Regions from separate parts of the Macaca mulatta genome. Here region 1 is linked to region 2. Evidence: chromatin contacts called from public Hi-C data. All regions are on one chromosome and are shown on one strand. Each heading gives the region's core, a stretch centred on a gene start, on an enhancer-like site or on the middle of the called end of the contact. The rest is flanking DNA. Distances are from core to core; before and after follow the strand shown. Region 1 holds the start of SNRNP200 (small nuclear ribonucleoprotein U5 subunit 200). Region 2 holds the start of CIAO1 (cytosolic iron-sulfur assembly component 1).

Region 1 (4,072 bases), core at 388-2,887, 39 kb after region 2:
GACAACCTTTCATACATTGTATGAGACTATTATATAATAGGATTTTGACTAGTTTTTCATCTCTCAAATGCATTTTCCTTTTCTAACTAGAGAAACAAGCTCTAACAGAATCTACTGCCGTTGACTATCAACCAATTATAACAAAACTGGAAAAGAAGATATAGCACAAAGTGGAGATAATGTATTAACTCATTTCAAACATACTTTAATCAAACTAAGCCCATGAATTTTGGAAACATCATCATAGGAAAGGGAGCAAGACACCAAGATATTCCAGATCAAAAGATAATGGTGAGGTAAAGGTAAGTTTTGAAATGCGTCCCCAAGAAATATTTAAGAAAAGAAAAAAAGAAAAAAAATGCAAAATAAGAAAAAAAACTGTCTTTCATACCATGGATGCTTAAATTAGTTTGTAACAACAAAATAGGTAAGAAGTGGACAAGAGTAAAGGGAAAAAATAGGGGTAGAAAGTTAGTAATGGAAAAAAAAAGAAAAAGAAAAAGAATTACTGAGACATAGGAATAGCAAGGGTCTTGAAAATACCCTGAAGAAAAGTAATATCTGTCTATGAACTAGAAACACACATGTAAGAAAAAGGTACCAACAAGTTATTTTCCACTTTAGGTACACTTTTTAAGGCCAAAAAAATCTTTAAACTCTCCTGTTCTGTTTTTACCTTCACTAAACCGTTTTAATGCCACTGATCTTACACCAAGCATTCCGGCCAAAATGCTGCTCGAATGTTAAAGAGAAGAGACTTTGGATCTGAAGGAAAAAATAGTATTCCCTTAGCACTCACTTGGCTCTTCTTTCCTCCTGCATCTGCGGTTTGGTCCGTTGAGCCTTGTCTCCCATACGTGTGCCCTCCAGCTTCCCAACAAGGGACAGCACTTCTCCTGTGGGTTCATCCCGGCGGGTCCGGTCAATGAGAGAGCGGTCAGCTTGGAGCACAAGATTTGAGTTCTGAAAAGATCAAAACATTATTGAAGCTTTGACATGAGCAGGGCCAGTTCCTACTATCACAGTTACCCCAGCTGATGGAAGAATCGTAGTAGCTAGTTGCTTATAATCGCTAATCGTAATAATGATATTTTCCTTAAGAACTGCATGGTATGACGCTGTGCAGAAGCATAGAGCTGAATAAGTCTTACGGCCTGTCGAATCAGCTAAGCAATTCTTGTTCCTAACAGTGCCCATCATAACCCACATCTGGGAAAAGTGGTGAGTGGGTTGGGAGTGAAGTGTGGAAGGGGGCGGGCTTAGCGTTGAAGGGACTCGAGAAACTCCTCCTAGAGAGATCTTAGCACTCCCCAGACCCCCGTAGGTTATTCACGTCATCAAATAACCCCCACCTTCACCGCGATTCCACTTCCCCTCCGTTTTCGTGGCTCTCCTGGAGGCCTTCAGACTGAAACTCTCTTTTTCAGCCTCCCCCTCCCCACTGGACTCCTGAGCCTGGAATCCTCCCACGAGCCCAAACGTACCGCCTTGTACTCGTACTGCAGACTACGGGCGGTTACATCCGCCATGGCCGCGGCTGCTTGGAGGCTTCAGGCCTCCACGCCCCCCAGCCGCACGCTGCAAACGGCCGTGGACCTCCGCTCCCGCCGCGCCGGTACGACGCAGGAAAGACGCACTGGGGGAAGGAAAAGAAACGGGCTCCCTTCCGCTTCCGGGTCGCGCCCCGGAAGTGTGGGCGGGGCGTGTCCCTGGCGTATGCGCGGGGCTTCCCGCAGCCCTCTGAGTGGGATGTGTGGGCCTGGTGCATTTGGGTCCCCGAATCCCTAGACCCGCGCACTCTGGTTCCGGCCGCCCGCAGGCCCCAAGGACCCAGGGCCCGTGCTTTCCCCGACCTCAGTCTCCAGCCCCCCGGCACCCCTCACATCGTAACGAACGTACGGCCGCTTAGCCCCTGTCCCGTCCCAAGACCTTTCCTTCCGCTTCCTTCCTCTTTGGCAACAGTCCCATGAGGTAGGCAGGAAAAGAGGGCCTGAAAAGTCCCGTTTCCGTTTGAGGTAACGAAAGCACCCAGCGAGCGAGGTCACGTGCGCGTGTGTCTGTGTCTGCGTGTTTTAATGATTGGCGTCTTGCTTTGGGTTTCTCTTCTGTGTTGAACAATTGAAAAAGAAAGCTGCTGTCCCCCACCCGTCCCAGCTAAACCGGTGGCCCCAAGACCCTCGTTCTCACCCAGCGGAACGAACAGGGCCGGGGCCCCCGTCCGCTCCCAGTTGTCGGTGACATTCTATGGCAGGGCCCTGTCTGCCGCCCGGGGAAACCGGTGCAGGCAGGGCCAGAGAACAACAGGCTGGATGTGGTGGCTCATGCTTGTAATCCCAGCACTTTAGGAGGCTGAGGAAAGAGGATTGCTTGAGGCCGGGAGTTTGAGACCAGCTTGGGTAACATAGTGAGGCCCTGTTTCTTCAAACAATAAAAAAGTAGCCAGGCCTGGTAGTGTGTGCCTGTAGTCCCAACAACTTGGAAGGCTGAGGCAGGAGGATTGCTTGAGCCCAGGACTTCAAGGCTGCAGCAAGCTAGGATTGTGCCAGTGCACTCCAGCCTGACCCACATAGCAAGACTCTTCCCCCACAAAATGAAAACAATTTTTTAATTAAAAAGATAGAAAAGAAAAATGACAGCCATGCTTCCTCACTCTGGGGAAGGGGCTCGGGGAAACTTCCTGGGCCAACTTGTTGAAAATGGGGGAAGGGGTCTAGTCCCAGCACTTTGGGAGGCCAAGGCGGGCGGATCACAAGGTCAGGAGATCGAGACCATCCTGGCCAACATAGTGAAACCCCATCTCCACTAAAAATACAAAAAAATAAGCTGGATGTGGTGGCACGGGCCTGTAATCCCAGCTACTCGGGAGGCTGAGGCAGGAGAATCACTTGAACCAGGGAGTCAGAGGTTGCAGTGAGCTGAGATCGTGCCATTGCACTCCAGCCTGGCGACAGAGCCAGATTATATCTCAAAAATAAATAAATAAATAAAGAATTTTATAGTGTATAGTTTTTGTCTCTCTAAAGTTGTTTTTAGACAATTTTTTTGGAAACAGGGTCTGGCTGTGTTGCCCAGGCTGGAATGCAGTGACACAGTTTCAGCTCACTGTAGCCTCGACTTCTGGGCTCAAACCATCCTCCCGCCTCAGCCTTCCCAGTAGCTGGGACTACAGGTGTGCACCACCACACCCAGCTAATTTTTGTATTTTTGGTAGAGATGGGGTTTCGCTGTGTTGCGCAGACTGGTCTTGAACTCCTGGCCTCAAGCAATCTTCCCACCTCGGCCTCCCAGAGTGCTGGATTACAGGTGTGAGCCACCATGCCCGGTCTGTTTTTAGACAATTTTTAATAGAGGATTATCCTCAGGAAGCTAAAGGACTGGGGGCACCCTGGCAGGTACAGACCCCCGGGATGACATTAGTTACCAAGATGGGCTCAGAGCAAGGGAATTTAGCTTTGTTTCAGTCCACGTGCTGTCTCTCTCCAAAGATGAACTGAATTCGCTGCTCCCCAACCCCAGGCCTGCACAGGTTACCCAGACTTTTGCCTGGGTCCTGCATTTCTGTATCTAAAGACCTGTCACTTCATTTAATTATGTCTCAAATATTTGTATGTGCTCTGTGAGCACTTTCAGGGACTCAGAGAAAGACAAGGCATAGATAAGACCCTTGAGGAGTTCAAGTCTCACAGGAGAAGTAAAACTACAAATATGGTGGTACCCACCTGTGAGGCAGAGGCAGGAGGATTGCTTGAGCCCGGGAGTTCCAGACCATAGTGCGGTATGATCATGCCTGTGAGTAGCCACTGTGCTCCAGCCTGGGCAACAGAACAAGAACTGCATCTCTGAAAAAGGAAAAAAGAAGAAAAAGAAAAAGAAAAAGGCAGAATGCAGTCAGTGCCACAAGGGGGCACTGTGGGAAATCACTTCTGACTTAGGAGCGCCTGTGAGGCTTTATAGCTGTGATGCAAAGGGTGGCTGAGGATTTCCGTGGAGGCAGGAGGTGGGGGATTTCACAGGGACAGAGAAAAAGAAAAAGCATGAAGGCGGGAAGACACAGGTGTATCTTGGGTACTGT
Region 2 (4,055 bases), core at 1,269-3,768:
AAATGACACAGCATCATTTTATATTGGCATCAACAGATGTGGGGTAGTCCCAGCTCTGCCACCCCCAACTGGGTAGCCTTGGGGAGATCATTCATTTTTCTGAGCCACAGCTAAGCACACTCCATGTGGTGCTAGATTTCAGAGATCTAGCTTTCTAGATCCGATGGGTCTAGTGGTGGGAAGGTGGTATGTGTGCTTCAAAGAAAGCAAGTACAGGGCAATGTGCTAAAAGAAAAACCACCAAGACTCAGTCAAGCTTAACGCTCTTTGTACCATTAGCAACATGACACAGAAAAGGCTGCATATAAGGCCTCTGTCGTGTGCATAACTTTGGCTTTAATGAGCCACCCCAGCAAAGAGTACCATGAAGGTGAAATCTGGAAACAAGCAGGAGCCCCCAACCTTCTACAAAATCACCCTACAGCTTCTCAAACTCAAGAGAGATGGAAAACAGTAAGAGAACACTCAGAGAAAGGCAACATTTGGCCACAAGGATGAGGCTTTTCAGCCTAGACCTGCAGTAGCAGAGTATGGTCCAATGCACAGCGGGGAACTTGGACCTTTTCACCGAATCCCGGTGCCTGAATCCTTCAGGAGGGAGCATGGAGATATCTAACAGGAGGTGCTTCTGATAGGCGGTGCAATGAACATCTGGAATGCATCACAGCCAGGGAATAGCACAGAGAGGATATAAGACCTTCAAGATGGCTCAAAAGACCTTGGGGTTGATGAACTATGCTGTTACTAAGCACTGTTTGGGGTACACTGATCATTGTTAGGGTAAAAAGCAGGTGATACAGTCCAGTCCTGTCCTCAGACTACACAATTTTTACTGGAGACAAGACTGGGCAGGATAAACTACGGGGGCCATAGGACCCTCCCATAGTCTGCTGTCTATCTGGCCGGAAAGCACGATGATGCACAAAGCAACCTTGCCTTTGTCAGGCACACTTATAATGGCTCCAAGAGCCAAATTCCAACTGTTGTACTGAGGGTGGCAATGGGACGGTCTTCCGATTACCTAAAATCCCCTTCTTCTCTGATACACATCCGATTACCATACAACTCTAAAATACCTTTTAAATCCTAGTCATATGAAAAGTTCCTTTTTTTCTCCATTAATCAGTCTGCCCCAAAGAAGCTTTTCCGTCTCTCACAGACTCTCAGAAGGGGCCAGCTAACTGTGATACCTAGCACCCTTATCTTTTCTCCATACACAGCGTCCTTCCTCCAGCAGAATCCGAAAATAGCAGCAGTCCGGATTAACATGGCTGTGAGGAGTAGGTGCTTAGCTGAATAACATCAGAATTAATGAGGGGCCGGACCCCAAACAGAGCCACCTGGTGGGCATGAACACCAGGCAGCTATGGGGCCGCTGCCTTCAACCAAGCGTCTGGTCCCTGGCTCTCTCTGCTTCAGCACACATTCTGCCCCCCACCGAGGCCTGAAGGGCCAGCGCGCAGCGCCCTCACCTTTCAGCAGGTCCGGGTGCACATAGCCCAACACGTCCGAGACCCCCAGCTCCTGGCGCGAACAGGTGCCTCCGTGGATGTGCAACCAGGCGGGCTCGGCGAGGGCAGTGCACAGCGCCGTGATGGACAGGGCGCCAGGCAAGGCCGAGGCCAGGCTACGCTCCGGCTGCTTGGGCAGAGCGCTGCCTCCCGGACTCCTCCGCCGGCGCCCGCCGGGCAGCCCTGCGCCTCCGGGGGCGTACATGCCCGGGGCCGCCCGCCGTCGCTCCGCAGTCGCTGCTGGTCGCCACCGACCTCCGCGGGGCGCGCAGAGCCTGACAGTCCGGTGGAGGAGAGCAACGCTCCGGGCTCGCTGCAGGTGAGGCCGGCACTGGGCTGTCAGGGTTGACACCAGAGGATAGGGGGGTGGGACCCGGTGCTGACGGAGACGGGGAGGGCTGCGGGGATTCGGGGGGCGGAGACAGGAGACTCCGGAATGGGACTGCGGGACGAAAACCGGACAGGGCCAGGGGCCAGATGGGGTCTGGGCAGACTCGAGGCCCCGGGGGGCGGAGGGATCGGGGATTGGCTACCGCGGGAGCAAAGACCCGGACTCAGGGTCTCGGCCAGAGGGTGCCCAGGGGCGGAGGACCGGGCTGGGCCGCGGGGATCGGGGAACGGTGATCTGGGACCGGCGGTTTGCGATGCGACCTGTGCGGAGAAAAGACCCTCCCCACGCCGCCCATTGTTCCTCACCAGTCAGCAGGCCACAGGGCTGGGATGGCGCCGCTCAGCCCAGTCACGGGCTTCTCGGCTGCCGGGGGCCGAGCGTTCCCAGGCCCCAATCCCGCAACGCCCGGACAGACCCGGGTTCGATGCACTTCCGGCTTCCTCCTCCTCTGCCTCCGCCTCCTCCGGCTCCCCGCCCCGTCCCCCGCGCGCGTCACAGCCTGGGCGCGCCGCCGGCTCTGCGCAAGGCCTCACGGGACTGGTAGTTCGAGGCGGTCCCGCGATGCTTTCCCCGCCGAAGTGAGGTGAGCGACTACAACTCCCAGAGGGTATCGCGGCCGCAGCAGCGGGCAGCTGAGTTCCCGGGGCGACCCCGGTCCTCCGGCGGAAGCGGGAGCCTCAGTCGGCCGCGGAAGCCTGGAGTGGGCGGTACGCAGACGCGCGCCGTGAGACCCGCTGTGGGCGCCGCGGACCCTGCCCGTCCCCACCTCCCCGTGCGTCCGGCCGCCATGAAGGACTCGCTGGTGCTGCTGGGCCGTGTCCCGGCGCACCCGGACTCCCGCTGCTGGTTCCTGGCTTGGAACCCCGCGGGGACCCTGCTGGCCTCGTGCGGCGGCGACCGGAGGATCCGCATCTGGGGCACGGAGGGTAAGGCCCAGCCTGGCTGCGCGGCCCTGGGCGCTGAGGGCTCCGCTTGCGCGTAGTGCGGGCGCGCAGCCTGCAGGGGAGGCTGACCCTGTTCCTGGCGGAGGGAGAGTCGGATGTTAGCCACCCCGAGAAGGGCTTTATAGGCAAAGAAGTCTGCGACTGCTGGGAGGAGAAATGTCAGCAGACAAGCTGAAATGTGGAGGGAATTGTGGTAGCTGCGGAGGCAGGAAAATGGGAAAAGAAAGGTGTTAGGAAAGTGGCTTTCAGAGTAACTTGCAACTGGATTGTCACATTTTATCCCGAGGGCATTGGGGAACCAGTAGCAATTTTAGATCAGATTTGTTTTAGAAAGATGCCTCCAGAGGCTGGGCGCGGTGGCTCACGCCTGTAATCCTAGCAGTTTGGGAAGCAGAGGCGGGTAGATCACCTGAGGTCAAGAGGTCGAGACCAGCCTGGGCAACATGGTGAAACCCCGTCTCTACTACAAATACAAAATTAGCTGGGCGTGGTGGCGGGCACCTGTAACCCCAGCTACTCTGGAGGCTGAGGCAGGAGAATCCCTTGAACCCAGGAGGCGAAGGTTGCAGTGAGCCAGGATTGTGCCATCGCACTCCAGCCTGGGCATCAGCGCAAAAACTCGGTCTCAAAAAAAAAAAAAAAAAAGCCTCCCGAGGAAGTAGAGTCAGTTGCATCTTTGTAAAAGCTGTGAGCTTTCCCCCACTAGCTTGACTCCAGTGCTAGCCCCCAGTATCGAATGGCTTCATGGTGCTGCACCCAGCGCCAGAGCCTGGCCTGCGCTCCGCCTTTAGGTGACAGCTGGATCTGCAAGTCTGTCCTTTCTGAAGGCCACCAGCGCACCGTGCGGAAGGTGGCCTGGTCCCCCTGCGGTAATTACCTGGCCTCTGCCAGCTTTGATGCTACCACTTGCATTTGGAAGAAGAACCAGGATGACTTTGAGGTACCCAGGCTGGTTGGGACCAGAATTATTGCCTGTTTCCTCCCCAGGGCTGGTTCAGGAACCTGAGCCAACCTGCGCCAATTGGGCTGTACCCATGGGAAGGGCCTTAGCGGTGTTAGCTGCTGTTAATTCTCATTTTCCTTCTCCTTTCACAGTGTGTAACCACTCTCGAGGGCCATGAAAATGAGGTCAAGTCAGTGGCTTGGGCCCCATCTGGCAACCTCCTGGCCACTTGCAGCCGAGATAAGAGTGTTTGGGTCTGGGAAGGT

The links. Hi-C and Micro-C count contacts between places; a contact is called where the count stands out from the background.
Region 1: a contact with region 2 is called in a Hi-C map of fetal cortex germinal zone, with 1.9 times the contacts expected there. The contact joins the promoter of SNRNP200 here to the promoter of CIAO1 in region 2. A contact is called at or near these places in 2 of 14 Hi-C or Micro-C datasets (fetal cortex germinal zone and liver).

What each region holds. Positions count from the first base shown.
Region 1 is chr13:5,040,191-5,044,262 of T2T-MMU8v2.0, forward strand. SNRNP200 (small nuclear ribonucleoprotein U5 subunit 200) reads right to left here and starts at 1,638. Exons shown (of 45, transcript XM_015112857.3): 1 at 1,485-1,638; 2 at 800-963. The coding sequence starts at 1,529.
Region 2 is chr13:4,999,846-5,003,900 of T2T-MMU8v2.0, forward strand. CIAO1 (cytosolic iron-sulfur assembly component 1) reads left to right here and starts at 2,519. Exons shown (of 7, transcript NM_001258112.1): 1 at 2,519-2,828; 2 at 3,638-3,786; 3 at 3,942-4,053. The coding sequence starts at 2,690. It overlaps TMEM127 (transmembrane protein 127), which reads right to left and starts at 1,953. Exons shown (of 3, transcript NM_001194780.2): 1 at 1,473-1,953. The coding sequence starts at 1,716.